Regions from separate parts of the Mus musculus genome. Here all the other regions are linked to region 1. Evidence: chromatin contacts called from public HiCAR-type and promoter capture Hi-C data. All regions are on one chromosome and are shown on one strand. Each heading gives the region's core, a stretch centred on a gene start, on an enhancer-like site or on the middle of the called end of the contact. The rest is flanking DNA. Distances are from core to core; before and after follow the strand shown.

What was found. Promoter capture Hi-C pulls out the DNA fragments that hold promoters and counts their contacts. HiCAR-type assays count read pairs that join an accessible place to other places.
Region 2: a promoter capture Hi-C map of pre-B cells shows a contact between it and region 1. The contact joins the promoter of Fubp1 here to the promoter of St6galnac3 in region 1. A contact is called at or near these places in 1 of 39 promoter capture datasets (pre-B cells) and 2 of 115 datasets of contacts at active chromatin or transcription factors (astrocytes and embryonic forebrain).
Region 3: a contact with region 1 is called in a HiCAR-type map of astrocytes, with 4 times the contacts expected there. The contact joins the promoter of Nexn here to the promoter of St6galnac3 in region 1. A contact is called at or near these places in 4 of 39 promoter capture datasets (cranial neural crest, embryonic stem cells, hippocampal neurons and 1 more) and 1 of 115 datasets of contacts at active chromatin or transcription factors (astrocytes).
Region 4: a contact with region 1 is called in a promoter capture Hi-C map of embryonic stem cells, with 4 times the contacts expected there. The contact joins the promoter of Miga1 here to the promoter of St6galnac3 in region 1. A contact is called at or near these places in 5 of 39 promoter capture datasets (the C10 cell line, cranial neural crest, embryonic stem cells and 2 more) and 1 of 115 datasets of contacts at active chromatin or transcription factors (astrocytes).

What each region holds. Positions count from the first base shown.
Region 1 is chr3:153,723,862-153,726,400 of GRCm38.p6, forward strand. It overlaps St6galnac3 (ST6 (alpha-N-acetyl-neuraminyl-2,3-beta-galactosyl-1,3)-N-acetylgalactosaminide alpha-2,6-sialyltransferase 3), which reads right to left and starts at 1,272. Exons shown (of 5, transcript NM_011372.2): 1 at 1,184-1,272. The coding sequence starts at 1,201.
Region 2 is chr3:152,209,155-152,211,693 of GRCm38.p6, forward strand. It overlaps Fubp1 (far upstream element (FUSE) binding protein 1), which reads left to right and starts at 1,268. Exons shown (of 20, transcript NM_057172.4): 1 at 1,268-1,546. The coding sequence starts at 1,439. It also overlaps a transcript of Dnajb4 not described here.
Region 3 is chr3:152,264,516-152,267,054 of GRCm38.p6, forward strand. Nexn (nexilin) reads right to left here and starts at 1,280. Exons shown (of 14, transcript NM_001357206.1): 1 at 1,198-1,280. Gm31999 (a long non-coding RNA gene) reads left to right here and starts at 2,005. Exons shown (of 2, transcript XR_376257.1): 1 at 2,005-2,157; 2 at 2,246-2,523.
Region 4 is chr3:152,339,130-152,341,668 of GRCm38.p6, forward strand. Miga1 (mitoguardin 1) reads right to left here and starts at 1,278. Exons shown (of 16, transcript NM_174868.4): 1 at 1,123-1,278.

The sequences.
Region 1 (2,539 bases), core at 22-2,521:
TTAGCAAATGACACAAATAAATAGAGACGATGTGGTGACCTAGTTCCAGTTCCTGTGAGTTCAAGTTGCATTCTGTGATACCAATGGATTATTTCCTCCTAACTTTGCCACCCTTGGGGAAAAAAAAAGAAAAGAAAAGGCGTGGAAAGTGTTCCAAAACAAACGGCAAGCTCAGGAAAGTCACAATAAGGGTCTGCTGCCTCGCTTCATGAGAGGGAAGGATGACTGGTACAACTTCAACAGCAGCCCAAGACTATATTAAGTGCTACGACACACAAGACTGTTCTGTGTGGCCCTTGGTCACACAGCACCTTCTCGGGGCTGGAAACCGAACACCTTAGTTTTCTCTCCGGGATGGGAAACCTTCATGCTGCTCAAGTTTGGATCCACGGAGTCAGACTGGGCAACTGAATAAGGACAGCGAGGAAAAACCAGAACAGGCTAGGGAGTGAACTTTCTCGGTGAGTTGGAAACAAGTCTTCCCAGAAAAGGTCCTCACCAAGTAGGTCCACGCAAAGCCTTCAAGCCTGTGGCTAAGGAGTCACTAAGAACATGGAATGTACCAAGGCTTGAAAGAACTCAGCAAAATAGGGCTGGACTCTGGGTAGATACTGTCTGTTCACATGTGAGCCTAAGGAAGTCCAACATTCTACCTATGTCCATCTAATGAACTTTTCCAACTTAAGTCCCGGCACCTGGAGCTAGTTCCCCAGAAAACTCATCCCTACAGGGCTACCTGTAGACCTAGAAGTTTATGTGTTCCCGGGAGCAAAGGCTGCGGGCTCTCTGCACCCTCTCCTCCTCCTCTCAAACGCTGTGCCCCTCACCCATGCTGGGCCACTCCTTTTCAGCCCATGGCCCCCCACAGGCCGCGGGCTGCCCTGACCCAAGTCTCGGAGCACCCTCTGCTCCGCCTGCTATACCCATCATTCGGCACGCCGCCGCGCGCTCCCTGCCCAGCTCCTTCCAGACAGGAGCCAGCCGGCAGCAGTGCAGGCAAGGAGTCTGTGCCCAACGCACATTACATAGTCTCCCACCCAGATGCCTTGGCCAAAGGAACAAAAAGGAAGCCGACGCCAGGAAGAGACGGGCGGGCTGAGGATGCGGCGGGACCGCGGCGGGCTCCACGCCTCGGCGCACCCAGCAGGCGGAGCTCGCATGCGGCCCACCGCCGAGCTGTTACCTTGAGGATGCAGGCCATGGCGCTATGGATCGACCCTGTGGCTCGCTGCACCTCGGCCCCGCAGCTGGACCACTCCAGCCCACATTCCCGCAGAGCGAGCCGGGCCGCGGGAGCTGCGCGCTCAGGCCCCACCCCCGAGCCCCGCCACTGGCTGGCGCCACACGAGGCCCCGCCCCTAGTCACGTGCCCTCCGTGCAGCCCGCAACTGCTTGCTACTCCACCGCTGCTACTACTTCACCTTTTTTTCCAAACCCTTCTGCAGATGGAGGTATGTAAAGCCCGGCTTGCAGCAGACCCAGATCTGCTTAACCTGAGGACAGAAGGTGGCCCTTCCAGCTGCACTCGCCCATCAGAGAACCCACAGATGTGCCACTTTCCAAAAAGTTAGCTTTGTTTGGCACCATTCCGATGCAGGCATGGGGCCCATCACAGGATTCTTCGAAAGCAGCTGGAAGTGCCCAGGGCTAGCCCTTGGGCACTGCAGAATTCTGTGGTGTGCGTCTCTTGTTATGATTGATCGTCTGTCAACCTGAAAACACAAACAACTAGAGATGCTGAAAGATTGAACACTCTTGGTCTTCAAAAAAGAAGCCACAATCTTCACACAATGTGACATTGTGCACAGCATGTGTAGCATATGGGCACATAAACATATGCAGCTGTGACTGTTGTATTCTGTTGCAAGTTCGTAAAATGCTTATGTACACAATGTATAAAGATAATGTTCATGTGTGTACACCTATGTACAGAGTATGATGCACAGGACTTTGCTACTCACTACTACTATCTTGGAATTTAGAGAACTCAGTTAAAATTTCAACAACCAAGTTACATATTAGCTTTTCCTCTTAAGTCTGGACATCTAGGAAGGTCCTGACCTCCACCATGAACTGTCCTGTGTTAAAGAGCAGTGCAGATTTACCCAAGAGGTGACATGGGCAAACTGGAACCTGGTCCTCTCTGGGTCCTTAATGGACTCTGTGTGTCCCAAACCAGACCTGCTAAGAGAACAATCATTTCTACAAGAAGAGGTTATGCCCAGAGAGAGGAAAGGTCTGTAGATACACAAATTCCTGCTGTCTAGAAGTCACACAAGTCTTTAAATTACTCCCCAAAACATCTACCTTAAAGTCATCTCCCTCGCAGATTAGCTGGCCTGCACAGCATCAGGGAAAGCATGTGATCTGAGAGTGACCGAGGGTCATGAGATGGCTCCCACACCAACAGACAGGAATTGCTCAGGACATTCAACAGGAGAAATCACAGGGAAGATACTGAAAAGACTAGAGTCCTATTCAAACTGCCTGTTCCCAGGCAAGCTCTGTCTGTCTCCAGGGTGACTAAACTCTTCTCTGT
Region 2 (2,539 bases), core at 18-2,517, 1.5 Mb before region 1:
AATACCTTTACTGTTTTTCTAAATCCACGGACATTCCTAGACATCCATGAACAGGTTAAACAGGTCAAACTGAGCTATCAAATGGCTAAGACAGAGCTGGTTTTAAGAAAATCATGCTGTTTGTATCTGCCAGCACCTGACTTAGTAACTGATAGTGGGTACTGGACACATAGTTTCCGGCTATCGGAAAGCCAAGGGAACATATTTCTCTCATTCTAAGATTGGTGTTAAGAAAAATGCTTCTTAGACTGAGAGGGGGGAAACGTCATACATTAGACAGTCCATTTTGCCTTTTTCTTAGCTAAACTGAGAGCAGGGATCATTGTGGCATACTAAGTATAAACAGAATAAAGGCCCAAGAACCCTCATTCACCGTAGTAATTGCCAGCATTAGGCTAGCATGGCTAAGACACGCTCAGGAATGGTCTGGAGAAACGTGGTTATTGGCATATATGACAAATATTAGAAACTGCCTGCAAAGCCAACTAGTCCAGAAATGAAAATTCAGACCATGACATTGATCTGACTACCCGCAGGGGCGCGGGGGGGGGGGTGGGGAAAACGCAGTAAAGCCGGTTTGTGTCAGGAGCATGACACGTTCGTGACATAAGGGGCACATGGTAAGACTGGCCAAAGACACGCAACGCTAGGTGTCTACATACTGGATGTGCAACACTCACGTTTTTAAAGGACAAAGGGCGGTCATACTTTCACCATCCGCTCGCCCACACTATTTTACATAAGAGACTCAGTAGGCAATCGGCTCGAGAACTAAGGGCCCGGTGGTCTGAGTTCCTCCCCGCTTGTGACCGGCCCGGGTGGAGACATGGGCAGAGGCAGCTCGGCGCCCCGGAGCATGGTGGGCTCCCGCCGCCGGGCCGCAGACGGTTCCGCAGCGTCGCCGCGGACGCCCCGCACGCCCCGTGCGCGCGGCCCTCGGGCTGTGCGGCCGCGCGACACTGTTGCGTGACGTCCCCGCCCGACGACGTCAGGCCCCTTACTACGGAAACACGGAAGGACACTAGCTAGCTCCCTGATCCGCGACGGCCTTTCCAAGTCCCCTACAAGCGCGGGCGGCACACTTCCCGGGCGCCACTGCCTCAGCCGCCGAGGCGAGGGAACAATGGCCCGCACTCGCGCTGCGAGGAGGCGCCCAGAGAGACCCTACTCTCGTGGGAGCCCGGTCAAGTCTCGCGATATTCTTCGCCCGGCGTCCCTTCTCTGTACCCTCCACCCCCTCTTCACCCCCCGCCAATCGCGCGTCAGCGCTGAAACATCGCGGGATTTCCGTCTGCCAGTCTCCGCCCCTTTACGGCACGATGGTCGTGCAAGAATGTGATAGAGCCTCGACGGCCGCCATCTTCTTCCTTTCTTAGCAGTTAACCGAGAGCGGCGCCTCCCTCCGCGAGGAAACGGCAGCGTGTGCTGTAGCGTGGGTATGGCCGACTACTCCACAGTGCCTCCGCCGTCGTCTGGCTCGGCTGGCGGCGGCGGCGGCGGAGTCGTTAACGACGCTTTCAAAGATGCCCTGCAGAGAGCGCGGCAGGTAAGCGTGGACCGACCGCGCGGCGGCTTCCCCTCCCCGACCCCCGAGAGCCGCCGGCGGGGCAGGTCCGGCCCTGCTCGCACTCGCGGCTGCCGCCCGAGGAGATGGCGTCTTCTCACGAGGGGTCCCAGCGGCTCGAGGCCGAGCCCGTTGTCGTGGTCTGAAGCGCCCCCCCCTCCCACGCGCTCTCCCCGAGCGTGGCCTCCACTTCCGCCCCGCGCGCGCGGCCTCGCCGCCCCGTGCGCCCTGCCTGCCCCGGCTCCCTCGGCTCCGGTTCCGCCCGACCCAGGCGCGTGGAAGGTTCTGGGCGCTCAGGTCACGGCGAGGGCAAGCCAGGGAGGGCCGGCTGCCTGGCTAGCGGTCCCCGCCGCTTCCCGCGCCGCCGAGCTCTCCACCCTCGCCGTAATTAGCCTAACGTTCCCCGCGGCGTTCACCAGCGAGGCTCTCCCCGGGGCGGGATCTGCGTGCGATCCACCAATCCTTTCCCCAGCTCCAAATGGCCCCGGGCCCTTTCTTCCCCAGCCTTGAGTTTGAATCTGCCTCTCTCTTCCCAAGTCGAAGCCTCCAACCTCTTTGTGCTACGTAGGGACGTACTGTTGCCTCGAATGGCAACCATTTTCCCAGATGAAAAGGGTTGGATAGATAAGAGTCCTTGCATTTGACACCCCCCCCCCAATAACCTGAACGTCAATGTCTTCAAGTAGCCCCCGCCCCCGACTTCTTTGTAGCTTAAAAATGTATAATGTTGCCTTGCCGGGTGGGGTGGTGCTCGACTTTAGTCCCAGCACTCGAGAGACAGAGCCTGGCAGGTCTCTTGAGTTTGAGGCCAGTCAAAACGGCCAAGAGGGACCTGTCTCAAAAAAAAAAGTATGTTATGGAATTTGCCTGTAAGGTAAAATAAACCCTTATGGCTCTGTTGTAGTTGCTAGACATGAGCAGGTTTTTAAAGCCAGCTTTGACTATACTGGAAACTTCCTTCAGGACCGAAAGATT
Region 3 (2,539 bases), core at 30-2,529, 1.5 Mb before region 1:
GGAGGCTGGGACGGTCACAGTCCTGCCTGCCGGCACTACCGAGTTCAAGGCTCGCCTGGAAAACCTAGTAAAATAGATAAGGAAAGAACTTAGAAGCAAGAGAGCTTGCCTAGCAGGCACCAACTACACAGCATGAAATCTGTTTATATTACCACCTCCGCCCCCACGCACAAACAAAAGACTTTCCTTCAGTTAATTATGCACTTTCCCCATACAAACACACCCAAACGCAAAACAAACAAAACAAAAAAACAAAAACATGCAATTTGGATTTTCTTACAGTGGCAGTTCAACATATAAATGAATAATATTGGGGGAAATTTTATGTAGTTCACACACTATCGTGTGACCAAGACAGTCTAAAAACTTCGTTTCACAATACCGGGAACATACTTCTGAGACTCGTGCAATGGGCCGCGCGGCTCCTATACAAAAGTTGGTTGATGAATGACGCCCCGGTCAGAAAGGTGATTTCTTCGTGGGGCTTCTTTTCTCTGCCTGTCTGTCTTTTTCCAAGGGTAGTCACTTTGTGAGGGCATGCCATGTGCTATTTTTACCACGTTATCTATGCTCAACTCCTTGTCCACATTGTGGCCTTAAAAATAAAACGCTTATCTCAAGCCACTGAGCAATCACCTAATCTCTCAATTTGCTCCTTCTTCATTCAGACACACACACAAAGAGAGAGACCTGTATGTATGTGTTATGTATATGTGTATATAAACATATATGTATATATTACTCTTGAACATCTCACATATGATGCCTTTACTCTGACTTTTAGAGCTAGCTGCTCAACCTCCAAGTGTATCCCTGTCTTGGCACTGGGGAACAATTTGGAGGCCGGGCATGGCAGCCTAATAAATCCTTAATTTCCCCGCTTCCACGGACCCATCCGCAATTTCTTTAAAATCTCAGCCACAGCTGGCGGAGTCCGCAGTGGGCACGTGTTGGGTGCCACAGTGAACTCGCCCGCTCGGACCCTAGGGGTCCCCGGCGGAGAGCGTACACACATTCGGCTCATGGAAACACTCTCCCCCAAACTCAGCCGCCCAGATGCAGGTGGAGCAGAAGCGCCCGGCCCGGCGAGGGACCCCCAACCCCCGCAGCCCAGGATGGTCTGGCCGAGCGCAGGCCACCAGGAGGGCCCGGAGCCCCGCCGCGTCCGCCCAGCCCAGCCCAGCCCAGCCCTCCTACCCGCCTGCCGCCGCCCGGGCGCCGCTCCTCCCGCTCCGCGCTGCGTGTCGGGCTCTGCGCGCTGCCCCCGCCGCTCCCGCCGCCCGAGCCCGCTGGCCGCCGCGCGCCAGCAGCAAGTTTCCATAAAAGTCCTGGTGCAGCGGCTCCCGCATTCCAGACGGGCCCAGCGCCCGCTGCAGCTGTTCCCGGACCAGGCCAGTCCCCACCCCCACCGCCGCGCAGCAGAGGGTGGAGAGTCACCCAGAAAGAAGAGGGGCGCTGGCTGCCACCGCAGGCTGCCTCCTGGCAACCTGCCGGCCCGCTTCCCTCAGATTCTCTACCTGCCCTAGTAGCCCATAAAACTCCCTGACTTCTGGCCAGCTTCCCCTTTCCTTCGGAAGGAATGGGGCGACAGTGTGAAAACGCTGAGTCTGTCTGCCGCTCCTCTTTAACCTCGAGGAGAGGTGACTGGAAAAGACGCTCAAGGGAACGGGATAAGAGCCTGCTCTTAACTCAACGGCTCACCTTTCCTTAGCTGAAGGCAATACAAATCTGCGCTCTCACATCATCTAAAAGCACGACGTGAGTGTTAGGCACAAGCCTGCCAGGAAAACTACACTGGAGTGTGAGAGGCAAGCCCAGCTGAGGCCTCTTTGGATAAAGAGAGGCCCCGCTTCACTCCATCAACAGCAACCAACCAAACCGAGGAGCCATAGCTCTATGAGGAGCATGTTTGTGTCACAAAACAAGGCCCCGGGGTCACCTCCCAGAGCCACACAACAAAAACAGCATTAGTGAAACAAGTTAGCCAGTGCGGGGTGGGGGGCGGGGGACAGAGAGGGGGGCCCCAGCACTTAGGAGGGGACGGCACGAGCAGAGTTCCAAAGCTAGTCTTCACTATAGAGAGTCTGAGGACAGCCCGGGCTTCAATAGGCCATCTCTCGGAAATCCCCAAAGAAAAGAAAAATGAGAGGCACCGAGGTAGGTGACCCAGGGACAAAGGAAACCACTTCTGATTCCATCAGCAGACAGACCAAAGCTCAGGTGATGTTATTGCTCTTGAATATAGTGGTTTGCCATCCCAGCCCTCACTATCACCAGGAGGTAAATGTCAATAGGAGGTCTGGAGGCCGGCTCGTCCCTTCCACGATTCGGTGCCTTCACCTGTTCCGTTCATGGGAATGTCCACAGCCCCATACAAGCTCCCTACAGGACCCCTCCGTTTGAACCGCTCCTCTCCCGGAAGCCCCTCCCAGCGCTCTCCATGTCTACTGCAAGGCTCGAGGAGTCTTTTCCTCACCGTGCACTTATAATTGTATCTTTATTCTGATTAAAAAAAAAAAACTATTTGGAGACCCATGAG
Region 4 (2,539 bases), core at 28-2,527, 1.4 Mb before region 1:
ATTTATAACTCCAGTTCCAAGGAATTCCACACCCTCCTCTGGACTCCACGGACTGTCGTACCTGGTGCATGGGCATGCAAGCAAAACACTCATATATTTAAAGGAATAAAATAAAAAATACCAGTGACGAAGTGCTTATTTGAGCTTGGCACAGCACTTTGCTCAAAGAATCCGGACAAACCTTTACTTTTGAATTCTAGATACCTCGTTTCTTCTTACTGAAAATCACCAAGGAAACTGAATCTAAACATGATCGTCACTAGCTGACAAACTTCCACAGTAGGCGTTCCGGTTTCTTACAGAAGTATAATGAAAATAAACATGGAAGCAGTTTTATGACTATTCAAATTTGTAAAAGAAACCATAAAACATCACTGCAAATGACCTCACTCTTTGCATGCACCAAGCACTGGTTTATTAAAAGTGTCAATCACCGGAGTTTTCATTTTTAACATCCTGAAATTCTATTCTACAACTCTGACTCTAAGAGCAAGAAGTGAACTGCTACTGAGCCTATATGACACGAAGTGCGAATATACACAACTTAAAACTCTGAGGCTGTACACACACACACACACACACACACACACACTCGAGGGGTTCCATGCTGGCCAGGCAGGCCTGGAATCACTAGGTAACCGAGAACGACCCTGAATCTCTGATCCTTCTGCCTCCACCTGCCCCGTGCTAAGACCACGCATGCAACAACTCCTCTTGTTATCTGAGGAGATATTTCAATGGAATAAGTAGTCGTTACTGACAATAACCTGGTAACAATAATCGCCTGTGAGCTCTGTGTAAAACCAAGATGGCTAGTGGTCACGCCTATAATCCCATCACTAGGGAGGCTGAGGCAGGAGGATTACCACCAGCGGGAGCCCCCGCGTGGTCTCTGAAGTGAGTTCCAGACACGCAGTCTGTTGGGTTGCAGGGTGAGACGCTGGCCGAATAAAAACAATCATTCTAAAAACAAGATGTCTGGGCGGCTCCCAAAAGAGCAGGTGCTCAAGAATTCTGGTGAGCGGGCCACGGCTTCTCCGCAGCCGCCCCGTGACGGGCGTCATCAGCACCCAGGCAGCTGCTAAGGTCCCCGCCGCCCGCGCTGTCCCCGTCCCCGCTCACCGCCGTTCTCTCCGCTCTGCGGGCCCCGCGCTCCGAGCGGTGTGGTCCCCGGCCCGTCGCCCGCTCTGCCCCGCGCCCGCCAGCACCTGAGCCTCCTCGGTCTCCCAGCCGCAGCCCGCACCTAGCAGCCTCTGGCTGCGGGAGGCGGAGTTCTTCCGGGGTCACGACGCAAAGGTAAGGAAAGTGGAGGGGCCGCGGGCGGACTGCGTGAGGGGCTACGTGCGAGGCCGCTCCCGCCATGTTTGTTCAGGGCAGTGGGCTCTGGCTTAGCCTGCTGCTCAGTGGAGAATGGCAGCCCTTTATATAAATAAACCTTGTCAGAGGAGTTGGTAACTTCTTAGGACTATAGGACCGTTCAGAGAATCTGACTAAAACGATGGAGGTTTTTCCTATAAAAAATGGCCAGAGCTAAGGCGTGGTGGCACACGCCTTTAATCCCAGCACTCGGGAGGCAGAGGCAGGCGGATTTCTGAGTTCAAGGCCAGTCCGGTCTACAAAGTGAGTTCCAGGACAGCCAGGGCTACAGAGAAGCCCCGTCTCGAAAAACCAAAACAAACAAACAAACAAACAAACATTATTTATTAAAGTAAACATTACAAACACACACCGCACACAGGTGCACAGACGCACATGCACACCATTTTGAGGCCCAGAAACCCATCGTGGATCCCAAATTAAGAATTTCTGGGCTGGAAATGTAGGTCCTTGGTAGAGTTTATGCTGAGCATATGAGGCTGTTTAATTAATTCCTCCACCAAGCAACCAAGCAAGTTCTATCACAGCCCCTCAGCCCTCAAGTAAGTGAGGGTAACAGGCAGGATGAATGGACCATATATAAATGATGCATTATTATTATTTTAATTCTTTTATTTTTAATCTTCCACTAAATTTAGCAACCTAAGACTAGCAATGAAGTTAAGAATGAAGTATTCTAGATTGAGGGTTAAAAATCAACCATCAGAGCTGTGTGGTGGTGCATACCTTAAGCCCTCAGAAGGCAGAGATGGGCGGATCTCTGTGAGTCTGAGGCTAACTCTGATAGCCGAGGCTACACACAAAAATCCTATCTCCAAAAGCAAACAAAACAAAAAAAAAAAAAAAAGAAAAAATCAAACATTAAGGATCTGGCTCAGTTAAAAGCGCTCATCTCTCTTGTACAAGATTCCCACTATCCACAGCAGGCAGCTCACAACAGTCCAGAACTCTGGTTCCATGAGGATGGAATGTTCTCTGATGGCTTTGAAGGCTACCTGCACACTTACAAACATGTAAAATACATCGTCTCTCATCAAAGCAGCCATCACGCCTGTTTAAACACCTGCATCAGTTGCTGGCCCCAGCTGACAGTGTCCTGGAGTCGCCTCCCCAGCAAAGGCCAACCAAAGAGGACCTTGGTTCCTGAATGAGGTGGGGAGGT